2 separate regions of the Pan troglodytes genome follow, and region 2 is linked to region 1. Evidence: chromatin contacts called from public Hi-C data. All regions are on one chromosome and are shown on one strand. Each heading gives the region's core, a stretch centred on a gene start, on an enhancer-like site or on the middle of the called end of the contact. The rest is flanking DNA. Distances are from core to core; before and after follow the strand shown.

What was found. A called contact is a pair of places that touch in the nucleus more often than the background predicts.
Region 2: a Hi-C map of stem cell-derived neural progenitor cells shows a contact between it and region 1, with 2.5 times the contacts expected there. The contact joins the promoter of RBFOX2 here to the enhancer-like site in region 1. A contact is called at or near these places in 2 of 7 Hi-C or Micro-C datasets (blood and stem cell-derived neural progenitor cells) and 1 of 1 datasets of contacts at active chromatin or transcription factors (stem cell-derived excitatory neurons).

Annotation. Positions count from the first base shown.
Region 1 is chr23:38,018,269-38,022,400 of NHGRI_mPanTro3-v2.0_pri, reverse strand. The region is part of intron 2 of RBFOX2 (RNA binding fox-1 homolog 2); the gene reads left to right. It also overlaps the pseudogene LOC129138400. Among named protein-coding and RNA genes, the nearest start is that of RBFOX2, 110 kb to the left of the region's middle. Within about 2 kb of position 1,675, at least 2 of the 24 cell types and tissues checked have an H3K27ac peak or open chromatin away from gene starts, as enhancers often do. A contact at or near this core is called in stem cell-derived neural progenitor cells, where this site is marked.
Region 2 is chr23:38,125,308-38,129,721 of NHGRI_mPanTro3-v2.0_pri, reverse strand. RBFOX2 (RNA binding fox-1 homolog 2) reads left to right here and starts at 1,947. Exons shown (of 14, transcript XM_054675457.2): 1 at 1,947-2,630. The coding sequence starts at 2,445.

The sequences.
Region 1 (4,132 bases), core at 426-2,925:
AATTTATTTAAAAGGCAAATGGAATGGTCCTCCTAGAAAAGATTTGGAAGTTAGCCAGATGTGGTGGTGTGCACCTGTAGTCTCAGCTACTCTAGAGGCTGAGGCAAGAGGATGGCCTGAACCTAGGAGTTCGAGGCTTCAGTGAGCTGACTGTGCCAGTGCACTCCAGCCTGGGCGACAAAAGACCCTATCTCTAAAACAATATGGAAGTGTAAGAAGTTGGGGAAATAAAAGGAAAAAGAAAAAAGAAAAAAAAGATATGAAAGGCCTGGAGCCCTTTCCCCCATAAGGCTCTGCTGACTGGAAGACAGTTTGAAAACCAGTGAGGAATGATCAAAGAACTCTGGTGTCAGACAGACCTGAGTTCAAATTCCAGTTTGGACTGATACTTAACTTCCCTTAGGCTTACTTCCTCATTTGTAAGATGGGATGCTTTTATAGGATTGCTGATAAGTATTAGCCAAAAAACATGCCAGAAATCTAGCACAGTACCTTCAGCTTCTGTGGATGCAAGGGGAGTGTGTTAGGCAGTGTAGGCTGACCCCTCACCACGTGCAGGACTCACACTAAATGTTGGGGGAAGTCATTGCTAAGACAGAGCCATAGGACTTCAAACCCAGCACTTCATACCTGACTGAAGGTTCAGGTGTCACATTTATCAATAGTTTAAAACAGGAGGGGGCAAACTTTCTGTAAAGCATCTGAGAGCATCTGGGCCATATGGTCTCTGTTAGAGCTACTCAGGAACTCTGGCACGGTAGCAGGGAAGCAGGCTTAGATTATAGTAAACAAAAGATTGTGGCTCTATTCTAGTAAAACTTTATTTGTGGGTACTGAAATTTTAATTTCATATAATTTTTATATGTCATGAAATGTCGTTTTTCTTTTGATTTTTTCTTTCAGTCATTACAAGATGTAAAAGCTATCTTAGCTGGTAGTCTGTGTGTGGGTTCTACAAAAACAAGTAGCCCATAGACCAAAGTCCTGATTTAGACATGTCTAGTTTTTTTTTTTTTTTTTTTTTAAATGGAGTCTAGCTCTGTCACCCAGTCTGGAGTGCAGTGGCGCAATCTTGGCTGACTGCAACCTCTGCCTCCCAGGTTCAAGCAATTCTTCTGCCTCAGCCTTCTGACTAGCTGGAAAATTAGCCACCATGCCCGGCTGATTTTTGTATTTTTAGTAGAGATGGGGTTTCACCATGTTGGTCAGGCTGGCCTCGAACTCCTGACCTCGTGATCTGCCCACGATGGCCTCCCAAAGTGCTGGGATTACAGGCATGAGCCACCATGCCCGGCCTTATCAGTATTCTTAATACCAACAGAGTTTCACATTGTATTTGACACTATTTACAAACTCAGTTTATTCCCTCTGTGTGAATACTAGCCATTTCTAAAATGAAATGCAATTGTGATTTAAATTTCACATATCATTATGCTAAATGCTGTTCACTTTTTGTTCCATGGTCCTGAAACAATTAACCTGTTTGGAGATAAGCTGCAGATACAAGCACACAGAGAAGGGGACTTAGGAAAGCTGGAGGAAGGAAAGGTCTGTCTTGCCTACATATGGGCTTAGGAAAATTTTCTAACTGGAAACCTTGCCTCAAGTCTGAGTCACACTAGAGGGACTCTTGGCCCTAGGGTGGGAGGAGAAAAGGGAGGGAAGGAAGTGGCTATGTCAGTTTTTGTCAACAGAGGGCACCCAGAGCAAAGCAAGTGTTCTGTGACACAACAGAATCTGCCCCTCTGCCCCAGATGAATTTACCAGACAGGCACAGAACTTCTTGCAGTGGATTCTCTTGTCCATCTCTTCATTTGTCTGATCTGTGTCTGCATTCTCATGTTTTCTCCCATGCTGGAACCAGAATATTCTAAATGCAGTGTTAATAATTGTTATTTGCTGACTGCTTTAAGTGGAAGACCAATTCCCTCAATGTGCTGGGGTGAATTATCCCATGTTGTAAGGTTGGCCTTTTGGGTGGATGTGCAGTATTAGCTTCTAATTTAATTCAGTATCCAGTGAGCATGTATTCCTGAAATACTTTTGATGTGAAAGAGCACTTCATACCTGTATAACATGTTGTAAGAAGACTTTGTAAGTCTTATTGCCTAGAGCAGTATCCTCAAAGTGTGGCTTCAAATCCAGCCGCATCAGCATCACCTGGGAACTTACCTTTATTCATGGTCTCTGCCTCTTCCCCAGACTTACTGAATCAGAAACTCTGAGGATGGGGTCCAGTAATCTGTTTTAACATGCTTTGGTAATTCTTATACACACTCAACTTGAGAACCACTGTCATAGGGTAAAGGAGTGGAAGAGTTAAGGGCACTGGTATTTATGGAAGACTATGTGCCAAGTACTTGGCTAGGAGTTTCCTCTTCATTTTCCACATGAGAACAGCAAGCCTTAAAAGCATTAAGTGATGTGCCAAAGTCGTACATATAATAAGTGGTAGAATAGGGATTTGAACCCTGGTTTTTCTGACTCCTGAGCCATACTATAGTGGCTGGTAAGAAAATGCTAAGAGGCATTGCAATCTTTAAATTAATTCTTTTTTAAAAGTCCTTAAAATATTTTTTTAAAACAAAAGTAATTTGCATTCATTGAAGAAAATTTAGAATATACAGCAGATCAAAAGAATAGAATAAAATCTGCCTTAATATATTTAACTTTATCTTAACGTTTTGTTGTTGATTATCTTGTTTCAGCGTAACTCTGTTTGCATATATACACATTTTAAAATTCCTTACCAGATGTCAATCATATTCTGTAAACTTTTGTAAAATGCCTCCAGCTCAGCCCTACTGTATTATAAACATCGTTTCATGCCATTAGCTATGTCTGCTGCATCATTTCATGGCTGCCAAGTAGTACCTTGTAAGGTTGTAAGCTTTTTTATCATAATTCTTTCTAAAGTCCGTCTTGTTTTGATTTCATGATATGCTTTTAGGAAGAATAGGATACTGAGTGCTTTGGTACTGTGGGTAAACAATTTGTCCAGAGTGGCTTAAAGTATAAAATTAAGGCAGTAAGCAGATTTTGGTTGAGAAGGGGACATGGAACTGGAAAGGCAATACTAAACATGTTTGAGGTTAAAGTGAGCCCAGAAATAAGAAAACAAATTGAAGTAAAAAAGCCAAAGTATCAGGAATAGACTGGGATCTGTGAGTTAGATGGGTTAGAACAAATAGGAATACTGATGGTGAACAATTTGATGGCGCCAACAGCCTGCTTTTATTGTTGGCTTTTTGACATAGAGGCTGAGCTGCCGAATGACAGCATGAGAAAAACTGGGCATAAGACTTCCATAAATAGCAGTTATTATTTATTGAGGACCTTCATGACCAGGCATCATATTAATCATTTAATTTTTATAATAACCACATGCAATTAGATACATTAGTTTTCCCCATTTTACAGCAGTGGAAACTGACAGTGACATTTAAAGTAACTTGGCCAAATGCTTTGATTGGAACCAAATTAGTTAAAACTCCCAAACCTGTGCTTTTGTGCGGTCGTTTATCCTCATTCTTTTTTTCATGGTGTGGCAGGTGTTTAGCCACTATTCTGTGTATATGTATTGTTTTACTATGTGAGCTGGGACAGAAGGAGACTAGGTGTGTAAGAAAGGACACTAAAGTCCACTAGAGTGGAGGTGGACTTGAAGAACAAAACAAAACTAATAGCCCAGTCGTTTTCGTAGGAAAGGTGTAAACCTGAGCTAGATAGTGCAGTGAGCAGAGGATGGGAATAGCAAAGTGAATCATTGATAGGAAGGAGCAGGAAGGCATTTGGAAACAAGGGATGGCTAGAAGAATCAAAGTTCCCTCATTAAAATTTCCTTCCCAAAGGAGGTGATATACTCTCCAAGGGCACTTTAAAACAGCTTTATTGAGATATAATTCACATACTGTACAGTTCACCCATTTAAAGTGTGTGGCTTTTAGCATGTTTACAATCATTCAGCCATCACCATCACCACAGTCAGTTTTAGGACATTTTTAGTATTCCACAAGAAACTCCATTCCCCGTAGTTATCACTTCTTTTTCTTTTTTTTTTTTTTTTGAGACAGTCTCACTCTGTTGCCCAGGCTGGAGTGCAGTAGCATGATCTCGGCTCACTGCAACCTCC
Region 2 (4,414 bases), core at 698-3,197, 110 kb before region 1:
TGACTTGCAGGTGGCAGAGCTAAAACTCTGCTATTTTTACTGATTTATAACACAGCCTAAGTAATACAAACAATATGCTCAATACAACAACTCACCTTCAAGGCAAGTCCTCCCGACTTCCCTTTCAACCAGTCTGCAATCCCCAAACACCTTTTATATGGAAGTTCTTAGTCACCACTGGTCCCAGATTACGTGGGCAGGAGGTGGGGAAGCCTGCGTTCTCATCTGGGTTGGTCTGACTCTAAAGCAGGGATCTTTACTGTTGTACTGTTCCAGCCCCAGCCAGGTTAAACCCAGGTTCAAAGGCCAAATCACACACTGGTTGGAAATGACCTTGGAAATCATCTAACCCAGCGTTTCTCAACCTCCGCACTATTGACATTCGGGGTTGGATAACTCTCCTGGGGGGGACCGTCCTGTGCATGATAGGATGTCAAGCAACATTCCTGGCTTCTACACACTAGATGCCAGCAGCACCTCCCAACTGTAACAATCAAAAATGCCTTCAGTCGGCCAGGCGCGGCGGCTAACTCCTGTAATCTCAGCACTTTGGGAGGCCGAGGCAGGCTGATCACCTGAAGTCAGGAGTTCGAGACCAGCCTGGCCAACATGGTGAAACCCCATCTCTACTAAAAATACAAAAATTAGTTGGTGGCGCACACCTGTAGTCCCAGCTACTGGGGAGGCTGAGGCAGGAGAATCGCTTGAACCCAGGAGGCAGAGGTTGCAGTCGGCCGAGATCGCGCCACTGCACTTAAGCCTGGGCGACAGAGCGAGACTCTGTCTCAAAAAAAAAAAAAAAAAAAAAAAAAAAAAATGCCTTCAGTCACTGACAAATGTGGGAGTGGAGGTGGTGGAATGGCAAAATTTCTCCTTGGTTGAAAGCCACTGATCCAAACCATCTCATTTTACCAATGATGGAGCTGAGGTCCAAAGAGATGAAGTAACTTGTTTAAGCTAGTTAGCAAAGCCAAGATTAGAATCCAGGTTATTCACGCAATATCCTTTTATTTCTATAACGTACAGGGGACGAGATGGAACGCAGAGAAAGTCACTGCAGTCCTTGTCCTCACAGTCTGGTAGGGGAGAGAATCTATTGCACAGATATCTCTATCTCCACGAAGTTGGTAAGTCATAAAGTGCTCCTCAGGCAGCAAGGTACGGAGAAAGAGAATATGCTCTCGTGTTCTGAATTCTGGATCTGCCACTTTTTTGCTGCAGGATTTAACTAAGGTTCAGTTTCATCATCAATGAAATGGAGATCATGGTATCTACTTATATCACCAGTTTGAAACGGGTCTGTGGATGCATTGTGCAAACCCTAAAGCTCTTACAAACATCGGGTATTGTTACTAACTTCATTAGGAATGTGAGTTATGTTAGAGTAAAAGCTCTCAGAACTGGGGTGAACCATAGAGGGGTGGCTTCATTCCTCGACCTTCCAACTCGAGACCTTTTTTCTTCTGCGGGAGGGGAAGCAGGCAAATAGCCTGCCTCTCACAGAGTGCCCATTCCTTCTCCGGGAACCAAGGTGCTCAGGCGGGTAAACTCAGGACTTAACTCTGTACAACTAGTCCCGCAAGCAGGAGCCACTCCCTGGCCTTCGGGTCTCTCAAGCCCCGCCTGCTCCAGGATACGGCCCCGCCCAGAAAGGAGACAGACCCCGCCTCCCCCCGCGCTGCCCCGCACTCCAGCCGCGCTGAGCCTCCAGGACAATCCCGGGCCCGTGCCGGAGATTCCCGAGCTTCCCGAGCTTCCCCGATCGCTTCCCGGCCTCCCTCGGGCAGCCAGCGACGAGACTACGGAGATTGCCGAGGGGGCATGGCCCCGCCCCCTCCACGGGCCGCCACCTCCCCCCTCGCCGTAGCCTCCCGCGCGGGCTAGAGTTCTACATCCCGGTCCCTCCCTCCCTCCCTCTTTCTCTCTCCCCGCCTTCCCGGTGCTGCCACAGTGGCGGGTCGGAGGATCCCGGCCAGTCAGCTCGTTCCTGCCTCGCGCCCCTCCTCCCCGCAAAATAAACAGCCCTCCCCACGCCTCGGGAGCCCGGACCGCCCCCTTCCTCCCTCGGCCGGCGTGCTGTGAGGGAGAGTGTGAGCCAGCGCGGCCGGTGGGCGAGCTCCGGGAGTGCGAGAGGCGGGACGGCGCGGCGGGCCGGGCCGGGTTTCGCGTGTGCGTGCGGGGGCGCGAGCGAGTGCTCATCACGACCCGCCAGCGGCCCCGCGCCGACAACCCGGCGGGCGGGCGGGCGGGGAGCAAGCGGCCAGGCAAGCAGCGGCGGGCGCGAGCCGCGGAGGGGCGCGGAGTCCGCGCGCGCGCACGCACGCACGCACGCGGGGGCGGGGGCAGGCGCGCGCCCGCCTGTCGCGACAGTCGGGGCCGAGGCCCAGGGGGAGGTGGCCTGTCGCGGGTCGCCCGGCTCCCGGAGGCGAGGGGGGCGCGGGCGGATGGCGGAGGGCGCCCAGCCGCAGCAGCCGCCTCAGCTCGGGCCCGGCGCCGCCGCCCGGGGCATGAAGCGGGAGTCGGAGCTGGAGCTGCCGGTGCCCGGAGCGGGAGGAGACGGAGCCGATCCCGGCCTGAGCAAGCGGCCGCGCACTGAGGAGGCGGCGGCCGACGGTGGCGGCGGGATGCAGGTGACCGCGCGGGACGGGGCGCCCAGTTATTGCGGGGGTGGGCGTGAGGGTCGACCCCGGGCTCTCCGGCTTGGAGAGAGGGAGGGCCTCCGGGAGTCCTGGGTTGGAGGTGGGATGGGGGGCCAGTCGGGGCCTGGTTGGAAGGTGGGGCGAGCTCGGGCTAGGAACGAAGGTTGCAGGACTGAACGTGGTGTGCCCGAGAGGGTCCTGATTCCTGAGGGGCCAGGAGGCACGACGAGTGGATAGGTTTTGGGGGGAAATCGAACATGGTTGAGATGGATTCCATTTCTTCAAATCCTTCCTTAGTGCCTTGGGGTGGAGTGGAAGCCGGGAAATCCTGGGTTCTCTGGACTGAGTCGAGGAAAAGGAGATCTGGTGGGAAACCTCCCGAGAAGAGGGAGTACCTTTTGGCAGCCCTGGGCACACGCTGGGATGGGGAAGAGAAGTGGCATTTCAATGAGAGGAGTGAAAAGCAAGAAAACTCCTCGAGAGAGCCCCGAGGGGATGTGGCTGAGATTGTGGGTTAAATCACACAGAGTGTGAGAAGTACAAGGAGTTTGGTAATGTTATGGGGACACGGTGGTGCTCAGTCTCATTAACTTTGTGGAGCATACTCATGAGTCTGAAGGGAGACACTAGACATGTCCCTCCTGTTCTTTGCCAATTGCATTCTACATCACCAGGACACAAAATAGCTCTTTAATGTCCCGGGCTATAAAAAAAAAAAAATTTATAGGGCTATTAGAAGACTGGATTCTCAATTCTGGATTGAAAGATAAAGGTGGTTAATTTGGGTAGGGAATGGGAAAGGTATTGATGTCAGCCGACTTCATAGTTTTGAAGAAGACCTTGAAACCTTTGTAGGTTTTACGGTTTGGTCTTTGCCCAGAAAATACTGCTATGACATGATGAGTCTCACCTACCAACAGTTGTGCAGACTTGTGCCTAATTCTCTCAGAGCCGTAGGATGTTAGAGGGATGCTAGGAGGACTAGACATCATCTTTTCCAGGGGTTCCTAACCTGGAAAGACTTGGAAGATTCTTACTCATAGTAGGTGATGTGCACTTTTTGGTGGAGGAGAGTCAATAGTTTTCATCTTTGTTTTTTTTGGAGGAGATTCGAGTCCCAGCTTGTTTTAACCACCTTATTTTATAGATGGGGAATCAGAAGTCCAGAGAAGATGGTGACTTGGGTAAGGCCACCCAGTTAGCTAATAGTAAAACTAGAACTAGAAGCCTGGTCTTCTAATTCCTATTCCTGTGCTGTCTCCATTACACCACTCTTGGAAATCTCTGCAGTGCTGAAAGACTTCCTGTGCTCTGCTCCCTGCTTTTCAAGCCTCTGCCTGACTTCCTGTGTTAGGGACGGAGCTGTATTTAAGCCTAGCGTGTTTGTTGTATGCTTCTTGGTCTCCTTTGCAGAGTTTACCCTGTTACTTCTGTTGATTTAGGTAAAATGACCCTCTTGGTGTTTATTTTTGAATTCTTTTGTTTTGTTTGCCTGCTTTTATTTTCCATTAGAACTCTGTCAGGCAGAGGGATTGTGAGAAGTAAAAGCTCAGGGCCATGGCAAAAAAGACAGGAATGTGGGAGACTTCAGGTGAGGTGAGCTAATATTGGATGATAAGGAGGGAAGACTGGATGTAGGTGTTGGTGAGCAGGTTCTACTTGGTGTGTGTGTGTGTGTGTGTATGTATATATATGTCTGTATGTATTCATTTATCATTTCTGTCAATCCTAGTTAATAGTGAGACCCCCGTCCCTTTCCCTCATTTACTCCTGGG